Regions from separate parts of the Mus musculus genome. Here all the other regions are linked to region 4. The links are chromatin contacts, called in public Hi-C, promoter capture Hi-C and targeted proximity ligation maps. All regions are on one chromosome and are shown on one strand. The core of a region is the stretch at or near the end of the contact, and the rest is flanking DNA. Distances in the headings are between cores, read along the strand shown. Region 1 holds the start of Aldh18a1 (aldehyde dehydrogenase 18 family, member A1). Region 2 holds the start of Pdlim1 (PDZ and LIM domain 1 (elfin)). Region 3 holds the start of Sorbs1 (sorbin and SH3 domain containing 1). Region 4 holds the start of Cep55 (centrosomal protein 55). Region 5 holds the start of Blnk (B cell linker).

Region 1 (2,821 bases), core at 68-2,567, 2.5 Mb after region 4:
CCCCTCTTCTGTCTTTTATAAGGCACTGACATTTCTTAACCTTTCCACTTACTTCCTTCACTGACACCAAAAGGTCAAAAGAGCCACTGATGGACAGCCGTGCTTAGTGGCAAACGCCTGTAATCCCAGCATTCGGGGGAAGTAGAGGCAAAAAGGATCAGAAGCCCGAGGTCGTTCTCAGCACACAGCCAGTTCTAGGCCAGCCTGGGCTACATAAGACCCTGTCTCAGAAAAGATTCTGATCGGGTCACATGCATAGTTCTAGACTGTTTACCCCTCTCTTGTCTAAGCACAGAAAGCTCTGAACGTCTGAGATCCTTGGAGGTATGAGGTCTACCATTTGTCTCTGGCCCAGGGAGGCAAGATCTTATATTGCAAACGACTGTTCAACCAGTCAGTTTGTTGTGACAGCAAAAACCAGACAGGTGATGCAAAAGCCCAAAGGGTATATACGTGGAGACTCTGTGATCGAGAGAGAAGTTCTTATATTTTAACTCAGAACAGCTTTCAAGTGACTAGACACAAACACACGGAGAGCTCTTATCTCACTTAGAGAAGTGAACTTCAGTCTCAACAAACTACCCAGAAAAACACATGCTGAGTTCATGGTTCACTACTTAATAGAAAGACAGAAACTCAAAGATAAATGTTGTTGCTTCGGAGGGTGGGGGAATAAGGCTGGGGTATGGCGTGCGGGGTGAAGAATCTGAGCGCACCCTTTCTGTGCCAGGAGATAATTATCACACACGGGGTCTCCGGGAATAACCCTGGCTGCAGGGAGAATCTCCTATGTACAGGTTCCATATGTCAGGTCGCGAGCCACAGAGAATTGCAGACTCAGGCCCTGGGAGTGCGTCCGTGGATGGTTTCACACCAGGTGTATGACTACTCGCAGCACAGGAGCCCTGGAAGCCGGTTGTGGACTTGGTAGGAAGAGGCTGCAGGGTCCTCCAGCCTCCGCTGGTAGCATACCCAAAAGATGGCCAGAGATCCCTGGGCCTCCTAAACCCTGCACCGGGAGCTGTGCATGAGCATCTCAGAGCACCTGGCTGCCCCGCGCCGCCGCCGGCTCCCGTGTCCACGCCCCTCCGGACCCGCGGCTGCACCCCGCATCTCCCCCTTTCAGTGAGTGTACCCCTTGCCCGGTGCTGCCCAGCCACCTACCTGCTGGCCGCCGACCCCAGCCCTGGACCACTCTTCGCGGCGACCGCCCTCTCCTCCGCCTTTTCTTCCGTCTACGTCCAGCTCTCCGGAGTTGCGTCAGCCGCGTTAGACTGAAGCCCCGTAGCGCCGCTGACGTTGGGAGACGGGTCTGACCCACGCTACGCCACGGCAACGGCGCAGGCGCTTCTGAGAATCGCGCCCACGCTCCACGTGGCGGCCCCCTCCCATCCCCAGGCTCCGCGCCCGCAGAGTATAGGGGCGGGGCTTCGAGCACCCAGAAAGGAACCTCCCCAGACAGCTTCCCAGAAAGGTAAGGAAGACTGGCTTCTAGTTGCTGATGGATTTCATAAAGCGTGTTTGACAGTTGATCGTCTATATGTCAGACTCACATTAGAAATAGATTGAATCAACAAAGACCGTCTCCCTCAAAACAAAAACAAAAACAAAGACTGGCTATTGAAAAAAATTGGCACCATGGTAAAACAAGTTGGCACCTAGTTACCCGAAAATAACAGCCCAAGTGTTTTCAGCAAAGGTGGTGGTAAGAATACTGCATTTTAAGACGGTGTGTTTAATCTCTGATTATTAATAACCACTGATTATCCCAAAGTTGAATGCATAACGGACACAGATCATCTCCTTCCGGGCTGGCAACGTTCTCGTCCCATAGCACCGTTCGTTGCAGGGAGGCCATTGTCTAGAGAAGGTCAACTGTGGCTGAAAATTGGTTCTTTATGCTTTTGTAGTCCTGACAATGCTACTGAGCCTATTCATTCATTTTCTAATTCACTAAAGGGAACTTACCACTACTTCTCAGTCCATGATGCAGGAGTATGGGGGGAAGGGCAGGGGGCGGGGAGCGGGGGGGAGTGGGGGGAAGGGCTAAAAGGAGGTTTCAGCTTAGGAGAGATCCACGCTCATGGATGATAGGTTTGCAGAAGAGAACATCTGGCTGGGAGCTCACCATACAAAGATTTTGAATCTTATGGGTCACCAAGTCAGTGAATCCAAACTTCTAAAGCCCTGGAATGATATGATCAGGTTTTTGTGTCGGAAATCAGCACAGAGGTGTAGAAACTGGGAAGTGGGTTAGCCTATTGCAAAGCGCCCTGTAAGAAATAAAGCAGACGAAAGGCGCCGACAGGGGGCGTGGGAGCAAAAAGGAAGGCGCGCTCACAGCACTTTTTGCTAAGGGTTGAGTACCAGGAAGAGGAGTTCTTTGAAATGAAATGTGCGTCGGCATATGAGATCTAGGAAGAAGCTGAGAAAATCTGTGCTTTGGGAAGGGTGTTGGCGCCAGGACGCGTTAAATTTTGAGCACGTTGAGGGTGGGGAGGTGGGGCATTAAAGAGAAACAAAACAGCAGGCGCTGATTAGATCTGGTACCCGGGCTTCTAAAAAAAGTGGGGGGGGGGGGGTGCGTGTGGGTGTGTGTCAGGGGTGTAACTAGACTAAGGGACTGGAGCTAAGTTAGAAGGCGATTCTGATTCTTCAGTTCACCCACAGATCACCTTATTGTAATTGCTTGTCTGTCTTCCCTCCTAGGGAGCAAACCTCTGGACAGCAAGAAAGCATATTCCTAGAATATGAGATACTTTGTAAGTATTTGAGGAGTGAATAATTATTATGTCTTTAGTTAAAAAAAACCAGATTTCTC
Region 2 (2,700 bases), core at 186-2,685, 2.2 Mb after region 4:
ACTGGGATCTTTCACTTCCATTTCCATCCCAGAATCCCTCTGAGATTTAAAAAAAAAAAAAAAAAAAAAAAAAAGACACATTTACAAGACTGGAGGAGCAAGTTTAAGGTTAGCTTCAGCAGACAAGTGTACAAAAGAATGGAATGTGGTCCCTCTAGGTCAGGCATCCCTGAGGTTTTTCTATCTCCTTAATTAAAAGATATTTAGTAACACCCCCGGGGCCCAGCGGAGTCACGCGCGCGCGCGCGCGCGCGCACACACGCACACACACACACACACACCTATATGAAAGGACTAAAAATCTAAAGTATTGACTCTCAGTGGGACATATTCCTTGTGTTTGGCCCAAATCACATAGCCAAAGTGTGGACTTCCAAATACCGAGCCTGAGTCTAACAGGGGGTTGCATTTCAATTACGGGCCACGGGTCTAGCAGTCTGCGATTGAGCCACCCGCCCTCCCACAGATAAGACCCAACCAAGAAGTTTTCAATCATCACCACCACACACCGTTAGTGCGCTTCCCCAAAAGGAAATGGCCTTATCGCGAATAACCTGGAGGGCAGAAAGGTGATCTAACCACCTTAGACAGGGAGAGACTACGGAGGTTTATCTGGGGTTATTTCCCAACTCCAGTGTTTCCTGTGAAAGGCTTTACAGAACCGAGAGCCAGCCACGGGTCATATCCGAAGAGTGTAAAATTGTTGTTTCGGTTGTTAGCTGAACGAATCCCATTCGCCTTCCAGGGAACTTTTCTGTACTCCATTCACCTTCCAGGACTTTCTATTGCTTCCGATTAGCTCTCCCCAACTCTTTCACTGTGAAGAGCAAGGAGTGTTAACTCTTGGCGCACAGGGTCTGCGGAGCCCCAGGTCTCCACGCCCAGGCACAAAGCTTGTCTGCTTGCCGCGCCGCGCCACGCTTCCGGGGCGCAGAAAGAAAACTGTCTTTGGCCTTGACTCAGCGCGCACCGAGCCCGCTTGCCCCGGAGCGCGGCGGTTGGGACGGGGTGGCAGATGGCACAGAGCGCTCGGCGAATGGCGCACCTGGATGCGCCCCACCGCGATCCCCTCGGAGCTCCAGTCACCCCGACCTCCATAGGGACGCAGCGCGCCGCCACCCTACGAAACCACCCCGTTCCCACGCGCGTCCCAAGACGCTCTTACCCGGGAAATGGCGAGAGGTTGTTCGAAGTCCTTGCCGCCCACGAGGCGGAAACCCCAGGGACCCGGGCCCTGGAGAACAATCTGCTGGGTGGTCATCGCTAGGCACAATCGGAAGGGACAGACAGGCAAGGCACAGAACTGCACGGCGCGCGGGGCTCCCGGAGCAGCTGTCGGAGAAAGAGCGCGCGGCGGGAGTTGGGAGATCCTGGGACGGGCGGGGTCGCGAGCGAGGGCGGGGACAGATCCGCCCCGGCCGCGTCGCTGCAGCCCCGCCCGGCCCGCGCCTCCACTCCCAGCGGGCCCGCAGGACCTCGCCAGACTCTAATCCGGGAGTTAGGCTCTTCAACTCCGCCCAGCAGCCCCGAACCTCCGCCCGCACCTCCTCCCGCCCTACCCACAGCCTTCTTGCTGCTCCCAACCCGGCATGAAAGCTAGGTGAGACCTAAGCCTTGTCCCCACCTACAGCAGACCTTACAAACCCACGCGTTGTGCTTTGCAAAAAGTCGAAAAGGATTGAGCGAGGTCAGAGCGGTTTACACTTTTGGAAACCGCAGAGCCGTTTAAGAGGCGCTTTCAAGTGATCTCACCTGACGCAATTAGGCGCTTTATCTCTAGTCCCATTTTAGAGATAAAGTCATTGAGGCTGCCCGAGATTATAAAGCACCCCTAAGGCTACGCAACAACTCGGGGTTGCTACTGAATCATTTTCCAGGCTCCTTGGGCCACCCTGGAAGCTTTCCAATGCTAATGGGACTATAACGGTTGGGGGGGGGGGTAGTCAGGGGGTTATAATTAGGCTCTACGAAGTTCCTAGAAACCTTTCCTCCTGGCTGGAGTTGAAATTGAAGGTAGGTGAATTCTGACGTTCCCAACAATTCCATCATGAAGTCCGGGGTGGACCAATGCCGGGAAAGCGGTGAATGGAAATTCCAGGGTTCAAAGCTCCCTATCAGTTTCTTCTGTGAGCTGCCCCCAAAATAAGTTCTCAAAACAGATTAAACCACAACTCATGCTGTCCACTGATGCTTCTTCACCCTGAGTAAAAATCCAACCCTTTAAATGCCTCTAAGGCCACTCCAAGAACGACTTGAATCTGCTGTAATCTGTCTCCAACTTTGACCACACTGGCCTCCTACTCAGAGCTTTGCCATCACGTGTATCCTTCCCCCAGATAACTCAAGGGTTTCTTGCAGATACCATCTTCTGGTTAAGGCCATTTCTGAGAGCCATTTAAACATCCCCTCTAGACCCCCTTTAACTTCCACTGCCTTAATTCTCTGCCCATCCCTGTGTAGTCTATAGTTTACTTATTAGTTTGTCCTACCCACATTCCTAAGCGCTAGTTTCAAGACCTGACGGGTTTTTATCTTGCAAACAGCTCACTGCGGTGTTCCCCGCCTAGAATAATCTCATGATGGATGTAATACATTAGCCAACCTTAGGACCACTGACCCCCTCGTGGTTTTCCTGGTTCCCATTCATTCGGGAAGCTGGACACAGGTTGAATGGATTTGTGAAAAGTGCAGCTCCTCGCG
Region 3 (2,822 bases), core at 192-2,691, 2.5 Mb after region 4:
CTGTCCACCCCACTTTTAATCCACCCTTCAATCACCACCTCGATATCTTTCCAGCCAAAACACACACTTAAATGTAAAGAGAGGTATTTTAAAAAATCAAAAAAAGCATGTGGTCAGACAAGCTGTCCCTGGCCTTCTCCAAGGAAGAAAAAGGACACACCAGTGTTGGGGACTGGAAGATGGGCGGGGGGGGGGGGGGGGGATCAGTCAGCGGCCTAACATGCCTGGCAGGTTCTATGGTGTCTCTAGATGAACATCCCGCCTACTGACTGAAATCAATTTTAGCAATTTCAGTAGGTCGGCCGTGTGACAACAGGGGCAACCCAGAGCTCAGCGATTCAAACAAAAATCCAAAGGCTCGTCCAGAACATGCTGGGAAAACCCTCGGACAGGATGGAATGAGCCGGCTCAGAGGGATCTTCTGCTTCTATGTAGCAATGCATAATAAATTCTGTCCGCCCGGAAAAAGCACTGATGAATTTCAAAGGCATAGTATGACACGCAGAGGTTCCAGGATACAGAAATCGACAGCACGTCGCCCTTCAAAGAAGCATAATGACTTTAAAGCCTCCTTTCCCTCCTATCTCGAATGTCACCACCGCTTATCAGGGAAAAGACCGTGGAAACCCCGGGAGGGACAGCCTGGGAAATAAGAGAAAGGAGTAGCTTTAGGTCCCTTTGGTGATGGGCTGCCCTGCAAGATGCTGTCATCCAGTCATCCAGGGAAGCATGAAGGGGCCTGGGCGGTGAGCGGAAGCACCGTATACCCAGACACACACCCACCAACACGCTCGGATGCAGGCTGGTCTGGGCCAGCAGCGTAGTGCTTGCCCCCCTCCCGCCGCCCTCGGCTTAGGTGATGGAGTGGAAGGGTGTGCTGATGAATGAATACACCTGAGATGCCTCCATCCTGACACTTGCGCCCTTCTTCCTTTGGCCACTGCAGAAAAGACCCTCAGTAGTTTCACTTTCCAGCGCAAACCCACCAGGGCTCTCCCGTCTCCATCCACCCACACTGCAGCCAGGCTGAAGCGGGCGGACATTCCCTCCTAAGCAGAGGCCATGATCGCACTTACCTTCACCTACCAAAAACGAAAAGGCATAAAGAAACCTGGAATCCCCAAACCTCCCCGCGTCCTAGCAACTTTTCTTGAAGGGACGGGGAGAGGGGACACAGAGCAGCCGGGAGACACGGCTCGGCGAAGGTCCCCCGCGGCCACCCGGGGATGCTCTGGGAGAAGGGGGGCCCCCAGGTCCTTCCAACAGCTGGCCCTTTAAAAGCACCTCCTCCGCGCGCTGAACAAAGGCACCGCTCCGGGGGCCCGCTGCGCCCGCCCGGGAGCTGCCGCCGGAGAGCGCAGCCGCCGCCCGCTTACCTCGCGGGTCCCCGGCAAGGGCTTGCGCGCGTCCAGCCCGGCTCGCGCTCCACGCTACAGTCAGCCCCGCTCTGTTTTTCTGCTACTCCGAGCTGACTTCACCGACACTGGGGCCGGCCAATGGGCGGCGGCGACCAGCCCCTCATTAGCATGGCCTGGAACCGTCCACTCCGGCAGCGCCCAGGGGGCGGGGCCTGGCCGGCCGTGACAGGAAGGGGCGTGTGCGCCAATGGGGAGGCGAGGAAGAGCCCGCCGCCAAGCCTGCGTCCCTGTGAGCGGGGCGCGCGCCCGCGGGTTCCCGCGGATGTCGCGCGCGCACCCGCTAACCCTTTCTACCCTGGGCTGCCCGCGAGTGACTCCAGACGCTGGCCCTGTGGTCTCTATAAGGGTTTGCCCACAGAGAGCTTGAAAAGAACAGTAAGCGTAAAATAACAGTGTGTCCTAGCTATAAACAAATTACTTAACCCTGTGCCCTTTTGCTGATCTGTAAAATGGCACCATAATTCCTCTTGATAAAATGTAGTGAATAAAAGCTTGCCAATGGCACTGTCAGTCTGATTATATTCTACCAGACAGTTGCCTAATGCTCCCTATTTTCTCATTTGATTTTCCCAGCCTTGTGAAAAAGACGTTGTTACTAGTTTCTCGTTTTAGTCTTTATTTATTTATTTATTTATTTATTTATTTATTTATTTATTTATTTTTGGACAGGCGGCTCACGTATTCTAGCGCGGCCTCAAACTCACCGTGCAGCCAAAGATGATCCTTAATCCCACCTTCTGGGATTAGAGGCTGCCCCACATACTCACACCCCAGGCCAACCTCCTGACTCAGCCTCTAGAGCGGATTATTGGCTGCACCACTCTGCAAATTGGGGAGAAAAGAGTTTATTTGGCTTACACTTCCACAACACTGCTCCCCATTGAAGGAAGTCAGGACAGGAACTCAAACAGGGCAGGAGTCAGGAAGCTGATACAGAGGGATACCGCATACTGGCTTGCTCTCCATGGCTTGCTTAGTCTGTTTTCATATAGAATCCAAGACCATGAGCTCAGGATGGCCCATCCACAATGGGTTGGAACCTCCCCCATCAGTCACTAATTTTAAAAATGCCCTACAGGCTTGCCTACAGCCCCATCTTACGGAGGCATTTTCTTAATTGTGGTTCCCTCCCCTCAGATGACCTTAGCCTGTGTCAAGTTGACTTACAACTTTCCAACACAACAGAATAGTCACCTGAGCACAATTAATTCTTTTCTGCTATCTTGGGCAAGAATCTTCAGCCCAACTGTGTTCCTAGTTAGCAGGCTGTGTGGTGGGGTAAGAATAGGACCTAGTGACTGCACAGGCAAGGGGAACCCTGTCTGTAAAGGTTGTTAGATGTCAGGGAACAGTGACAGGTCCTGGCTGAGCACCTGCTGTCCTCAATTCTGTTGTCTGTGTATT
Region 4 (2,856 bases), core at 285-2,784:
AACAGGCTGCTCTTTGGAACACGGGGTCACCCAGGCTCCACCTGTTTGGGGCCCACATACCCCAAAAAACACCCACATGCCCTGAAAAACAGGGCAAAAGGGAAAGATGGACATTGAAACGCAAAAGCCTGCTTGCCGCCTTCTAGTGTGCCACCTTGTGGTTAATAAGACTATTCCTTTCTCCATCTGTTTCTCCGTTCATACTTCAGGCGGGAGGACTGTGTAAATAGAGAATTCCAGTATCTTGGATTGCCATCTTCCTGCTTTAAACAAATAAAACAAACTGAAATTCCTTACATGGTTTCTCATCCACTAGATTCAGTAACAAATGGATTTGTTGTCTTTTACTTAACAGTGCCTAACTACATTTGTTAAACTCTAGCCCTCGCAGCCACACTACCAGATGGTTATCTGCATCCTGGTATAGATCAGGAAACTGAGGCTCAAGGAAGTGAAATGTTCTCAAGGCCACACATCTATTAAGAGGCATTCAGGATTTTAACCCTTGTACTACATACATTACCTTCATAGGATGCTTTGCTACTGATTTTTTTCGCTGTAAACTTCTGGTATGCCTAGGCTAAGTCTAAGAACGACACGCCATAAGCAATTGTTTGCTTCAAGTTCTCAAGACGCTAATCAAGACCCTGATGTGACCGATAAAGACCAATAAAGACACATCTGCCTGTAGGGCAGCAATCTGGAATCGCTGCTGGGGCTCACAATCTCGGTTTTCAAACTGGGAGTTTATCAGCTCCCTACAGCTTCGTTCCCCATTGCTCCGCCCCTGAGTTTGACAGGGTAAATGAGTGGCCCGCCCGGAAGACTAGGAGGTTGTGCTCTACCTCACAAAGAGAAATTGGTTCCCAAAGAACATAGACCAGTCAGTCCCAGGCGAGGGTCACAGAGCTTGTCCTATGGATAACAGCAGGGTCCGAACACACAGAGAAAAGCAAGCAGGCCCAGATTGAACTGGTCCTCCGACTCTGTCCTTGGCTCCGCCTCCACCACGCCCACACTCCCGCACACCCACACCCACACCCACACCATCACACCCGCCTCATTTCACACCACGTTTCCACAGACACCCTCTATCTTCACAAGGTCCTTCTCTGACCCGGCCGGCACGGATTGTAGCTCCCGTCAGGCTCTATGTCTTGCTCGCCCTTACCTTCCCCACTCTGCCCCTACCCGTCTGCCCGGCTAGTTTCGATCCCCTCCCTCTGATTCCAGAGCCGGTCTTCGCCCCGCCTGCCGTCGGGTTCCAGACCTTGCCCCGCCCCTCCTCTGGCTCTAGACTCCGCCTTTGCCCCGCCCTCAGGCTCCTGGGCCCTCCCTCTCTCCTCCATCCTCAGATTCCAGCCTTCACTCAGATTGCAGGCCCCGCCCTCTCCCGCCTTTCCTCAGATTGCAGACCCCGCCCTCTCCCGCCCGTCCTCTGATTGCAGACCCCGCCCTTCGCCAAGCCGGCAGTGACGTGACCCGCCCTACAGCCGCGGGATTCAAACTCCCGGAAGCGGTGTCCTGGTTGATAAGTGGTCTGCGGCGGCGACGCGAGCGCTGTGTTTGTCTCAGGTAGTGAGTGGTCCCGGCCTCGGCCGGGGAGGGAGGGGAGGACAGCCGGGGCTCGTTAGCCCCTGGGCAGGACTAGACCTCCCGGGAGGAGCGCTGGTGAGCAGATCACGCCGCAGGACTCCGTCTCCCCTGGCTGGAATCGCTGGAACACATGCTGGCTCCCTGAGAGACCCCGCGCTGCGTTCCTGTCGACCGCCGGCCCGCAGGCCATCCTTTCGGCTCCTTTGAACTTGGCGGTATTATCACTTTCTTAACAGAGAGGTTACCGCGAGGCCAGTGACCTGAGCCAGGTCTCTCAGGTCTCCAGTGCGGTCAGCCTTTGCTTAGCAAGCGCTTCTCTTTGCAGTTTTTTATTTTCCTGCCTCTTTCCTGACCCCTCGTAGATTTGGGAGATTTACTGAACGGAAATGCTTCTTTAGACTCCTGACCAGAATGACTTAGGTCCCTTCAGTCGAGTCAGAGATTTCCAAGCAGCTGCCTTTAAGCTCTTGTATGCCCCCCCCCCCAAAAAAAAATCAAAACACAGTTCTTTTGAACAGTTGTTGATTGAAAAAGAAAATGTTGTGAGCAGATAGTACTGACTGCTAGCTTGTGTATGTATGGTGAGTTCTGTGTCCCATATTAAATTTAAGAGAGCACATCCTGAAGGAGATTCCACTAGGACTGGGTAGGGACGTTCCCGAGTAGAAGAACTTTAAAAAAAAAAAAAAAAGAACTTTATGATCGATTGGAATAGAAAATACTGGGAAAGGAAAGACTAGGTGAGAGCAGGATTGAGATGAGGAGGAGTGTGTGCTGGGTCAGCCTAGACAAGAGTCAAGAACACTAAGTTTTTAGGAATCCTCTCCAAAAGTTAGGATGCAAATGTCCTGAGGGTATTTTCAAACTGTTAAGTCCTCCTTCTGACGTCAGCAGAAGCCCAGGGAGAAACGTTTGTGGTAGCAGGTTCCTAAAACACGTTAACTGTGCATTTGCCTCGGCAGATTGTACTAGCAATTTTACTTGGTATTTGTCAAGATAGTGGGCAAAACCAGGTTGAATGCATTAATACAGATTTCGTTCAAGTTTGTTTATGCAGTTCTATTATTTTTAGGCTGATTTTATACAGGACAACCTCACACTCACCGCCCTAAGTAGATTTTCTTGTAGTGGTAGCTTTTATGACTATTAGTATTAATTACAGTTTAAGAATATGTGAATCTCCTTTTCTTTTGTTGTATTGCTGTTGCCTGCTACACTGTTCTGAAAGCTTCCTAGCATCCGAGACTCTATGTTGTTTCT
Region 5 (2,814 bases), core at 237-2,736, 2.9 Mb after region 4:
AGCTGCCTCTCAGAGGCTTAATTCTTGAAGCATCATCTTCATGAAGATGTCTCTGCTACTCCAATCCTCTTCTCCACTTCGTGGCCCCCTTATTATTTCTACGATGTCTGCTCTACCCTTCCCTTCCGTGAGATGCACAGCAGAAGATGGAGGGTGCCTGTGGGACCTTCTAACTTCCATGTTAAAGGCTCTGTGGCTCTCCTGGGTATCCTCTATAAAATGGCTGACCAGCTGATGCTGCCCGCTGGTCTGGACCCCTTAGTACCTCTCAGTCTGCCTCTTACCAAACCCCTCAGAGTGAGAAGACCCATGTGCCACCGTGAAAGACTGTCCTTCTATCAACTCCATGTCTTTTCTTGTCATTTGTCTCAGACTCTCCAGTGCTCCATCCCTTAAGTATGACCTCATGAAAGTCCAAAGTTCTAGCCTGCACATGGAATATAACACACCCTTAAACGTTTGAAAGTTCCAGCCTCTGAGAGTCATCAGCCCCACTTCAGAAGACAATGCTCTTCAAACTCAAAAACTGGGAAGTCATCTTTGCATGGTCTCTTGACGTATGTATGCCTTAGGCCACTGCTGGCTTATTCTTTCTTAGTATATATTTCTTTAAATTGCCAAAGCTGTTTTTTAAAATGGTTATTGTTATTATCAGTATGTGTGTGTGTATGTGTGTGTGAAATGTGTGTGGGCATGATGTGTCAGGGCATGCATGTGCCAGGCTGGCAGTGACTGTGGAGTCCAAGGACAGCTTTGTGGAGTTGCTTCTCTTTCCGTTTTTTATCTGGGTTGTGGGCATGGAACTTAGATCATCAGACCTGCACATTCAGCACTTTATCCAGTGAGCCATCTGACATTCTAAAATAGATAGTCATGAGGGTACTGGAGAGACGCGTAGTTCCCCCAATAAACTTAGGGTGAACACCCACAAAACAAACAAGAGTCAGTAAGCGACAGTGACTACAAACGCTCTTCACACCATGGATGAGCCCCTCCTCAGACTCAGAAAGCTGGCTGTTGCTAGCATGTGGGCCATCAAATTTTCTATCTTCTTGCCTTCCCAGAGCTTCACTCTTTGTCCCATCCCTGGCAAAAACCAGCCAAAGCAGGTTCCTTCACTCCTCCTACACGTTTCTTTAAAAAGCTGATCTACTTCCCTATAGCCATTGCTAACCGATTGGCACTGGTCAAGTATCCCAAGGTTTTGGTGCCTCTGAGCGCTGGAGGAGCCCTAGAGGGCAAAGAAGAGGAATAAGGCTCCGAAGGGAATCTCTTACCTCAGCTTCTGGCTGGCAGGGACAGTTATCTTATTCAGCTTGTCCATTTTCTTGAGAGAGGATGTGTCGCTGTCCAGGGGGGTGTCAGCAGCTCCTGGACTTCCTGGGGAGCAGCATGGTAAGGCTCTGGCCTCAAGAACTCAAGCCACTGGAACTGACTTCTGCGAGCAACCCACAGGCTGCTGGCAAACACCCCTGCACAGGGGAAGTAAAACTCGCTGGAGCGCATCGCCAAGTTTCATGTTTCTACGAGGTCATGTGATCCAGGGAGTCAGCCAGCCTGGCTGATTACTGTGCGTTGTGTAAACTTCGGTAGTGAAACCTTATTGGGCATGCAAATCCCTTCCAGTAGCTCTTTTATGATCAGGTGTGTTGCCAGGTTGGATAAGTTTCTGACTGAGCACTACTTCCTGTTTGTCCCAAACCTTAGGTAGTCCCTGTTTTTAGCAGATGGCCAGAGTCACCCTGCCACTTCTTAGGTACAAGGAAAAGCTGAATAATCAATTATATCTGGATGGCTCTTTGGGGGCTTTCTGCTCATTTGCATTAAGCCATGGGTTAGCCTCTTCTTCTTAAGAACTAAGACATGAAATGGACAGTTCTTGTCACCGAGGTCACAGCAGTGGTCATTTAAAATGTGATAGGTAATTCTTTGTGCAAGGTCAAGGTCACTTAGGGGTGGGGAAAGGCGACCCTATCGTATGCTGTGTGGAGTCAGGAGTTGCCTTGCTGAAAGCTTGCCATTTTCAAATAAAGACAGGATACACTCAAAAGTCAGCTGAGGACAAGCCTAGTGATTTCCCAACACATGACATCAGGCGGATGCCTCCTAACTCCCCTCCATGTCTTCCCCTCTCATCACACCCAGTGCGACATGTCAGGTGTAGGGGTATCCCAAGCACAGTGAAATCCCACACCTGCCTCTGACCCCATCTAGACAGTTCTGCTATACTCCTCGAGACAACAAAACACAAAAAACAAAAAAATGAGAGGGCGTGTTCTTTCTTCCCCTTGGACCTGAACACCCCCACCCCCACTCACCTGGCACATCCTAGTCACCTTTGTGAAAGGAGATTACGTTCTGAACATTATCAAAGGACCATCGACCTGGGTCTAAAGAATGCACGGGGGGTTGGAGGGAGACAGAGTGGAGGGATTTCAGTTATCTCTCCTGTTATAGCTTCAAGGGCCTGGCTGAGGAGAGAGTGGGAAGGAGGACCAGGCCAGAGAAGGGAGGAGAAGAGACAGAGAGCAAACCCGGATTTCTTCCCGCCCCTGCCCACCCCCACCCCCAGGTTCTTTGTTCAAAGAGGAGCTCTTCGGTCCTCCTGGTTCCTTGACTGTTCACGTTCATGCACTATATCTGAATTTGCCATTCTTCAGGATGTCCGAGAGCTGATGCCTCAGAGTGGTTGAAGGGTGAGGTCCCTTTGCAGAAGAGTAGGGCATCAGGAGAGAAATGCAGACACTTGCTTCCCGTAACTGTTGCCTTTCTCTAATCTGCCTGCACGGTTTTCTTGCAATGTATCCTGAAGGA

What was found. Promoter capture Hi-C pulls out the DNA fragments that hold promoters and counts their contacts. Hi-C and Micro-C count contacts between places; a contact is called where the count stands out from the background. Capture Hi-C pulls out chosen DNA fragments and counts their contacts.
Region 1: a Hi-C map of B cells shows a contact between it and region 4, with 7 read pairs. A contact is called at or near these places in 2 of 39 promoter capture datasets (the 3T3-L1 cell line and liver), 1 of 484 Hi-C or Micro-C datasets (B cells) and 1 of 130 datasets of targeted methods (astrocytes).
Region 2: a contact with region 4 is called in a targeted proximity ligation map of thymic regulatory T cells, with 9 times the contacts expected there. A contact is called at or near these places in 2 of 39 promoter capture datasets (cranial neural crest and hippocampal neurons) and 2 of 130 datasets of targeted methods (pro-B cells and thymic regulatory T cells).
Region 3: a contact with region 4 is called in a promoter capture Hi-C map of liver, with 2.8 times the contacts expected there. A contact is called at or near these places in 3 of 39 promoter capture datasets (the 3T3-L1 cell line, the C10 cell line and cranial neural crest), 2 of 130 datasets of targeted methods (astrocytes and embryonic forebrain) and 1 of 9 other capture datasets (liver).
Region 5: a contact with region 4 is called in a promoter capture Hi-C map of pre-B cells, with 6 times the contacts expected there. A contact is called at or near these places in 2 of 39 promoter capture datasets (liver and pre-B cells).

What each region holds. Positions count from the first base shown.
Region 1 is chr19:40,587,146-40,589,966 of GRCm38.p6, forward strand. It overlaps Aldh18a1 (aldehyde dehydrogenase 18 family, member A1), which reads right to left and starts at 1,318. Exons shown (of 19, transcript NM_019698.2): 1 at 1,165-1,318. Gm27042 (a long non-coding RNA gene) reads left to right here and starts at 1,387. Exons shown (of 4, transcript XR_386705.4): 1 at 1,387-1,474; 2 at 2,710-2,762.
Region 2 is chr19:40,270,181-40,272,880 of GRCm38.p6, forward strand. Pdlim1 (PDZ and LIM domain 1 (elfin)) reads right to left here and starts at 1,436. Exons shown (of 7, transcript NM_016861.4): 1 at 1,166-1,436. The coding sequence starts at 1,261. Gm41845 (a long non-coding RNA gene) reads left to right here and starts at 1,386. Exons shown (of 3, transcript XR_877853.2): 1 at 1,386-1,600.
Region 3 is chr19:40,512,295-40,515,116 of GRCm38.p6, forward strand. Sorbs1 (sorbin and SH3 domain containing 1) reads right to left here and starts at 1,442. Exons shown (of 29, transcript NM_178362.1): 1 at 1,077-1,442.
Region 4 is chr19:38,053,507-38,056,362 of GRCm38.p6, forward strand. Cep55 (centrosomal protein 55) reads left to right here and starts at 1,535. Exons shown (of 10, transcript NM_001164362.2): 1 at 1,535-1,811.
Region 5 is chr19:40,992,735-40,995,548 of GRCm38.p6, forward strand. Blnk (B cell linker) reads right to left here and starts at 1,487. Exons shown (of 17, transcript NM_008528.5): 1 at 1,278-1,487. The coding sequence starts at 1,324.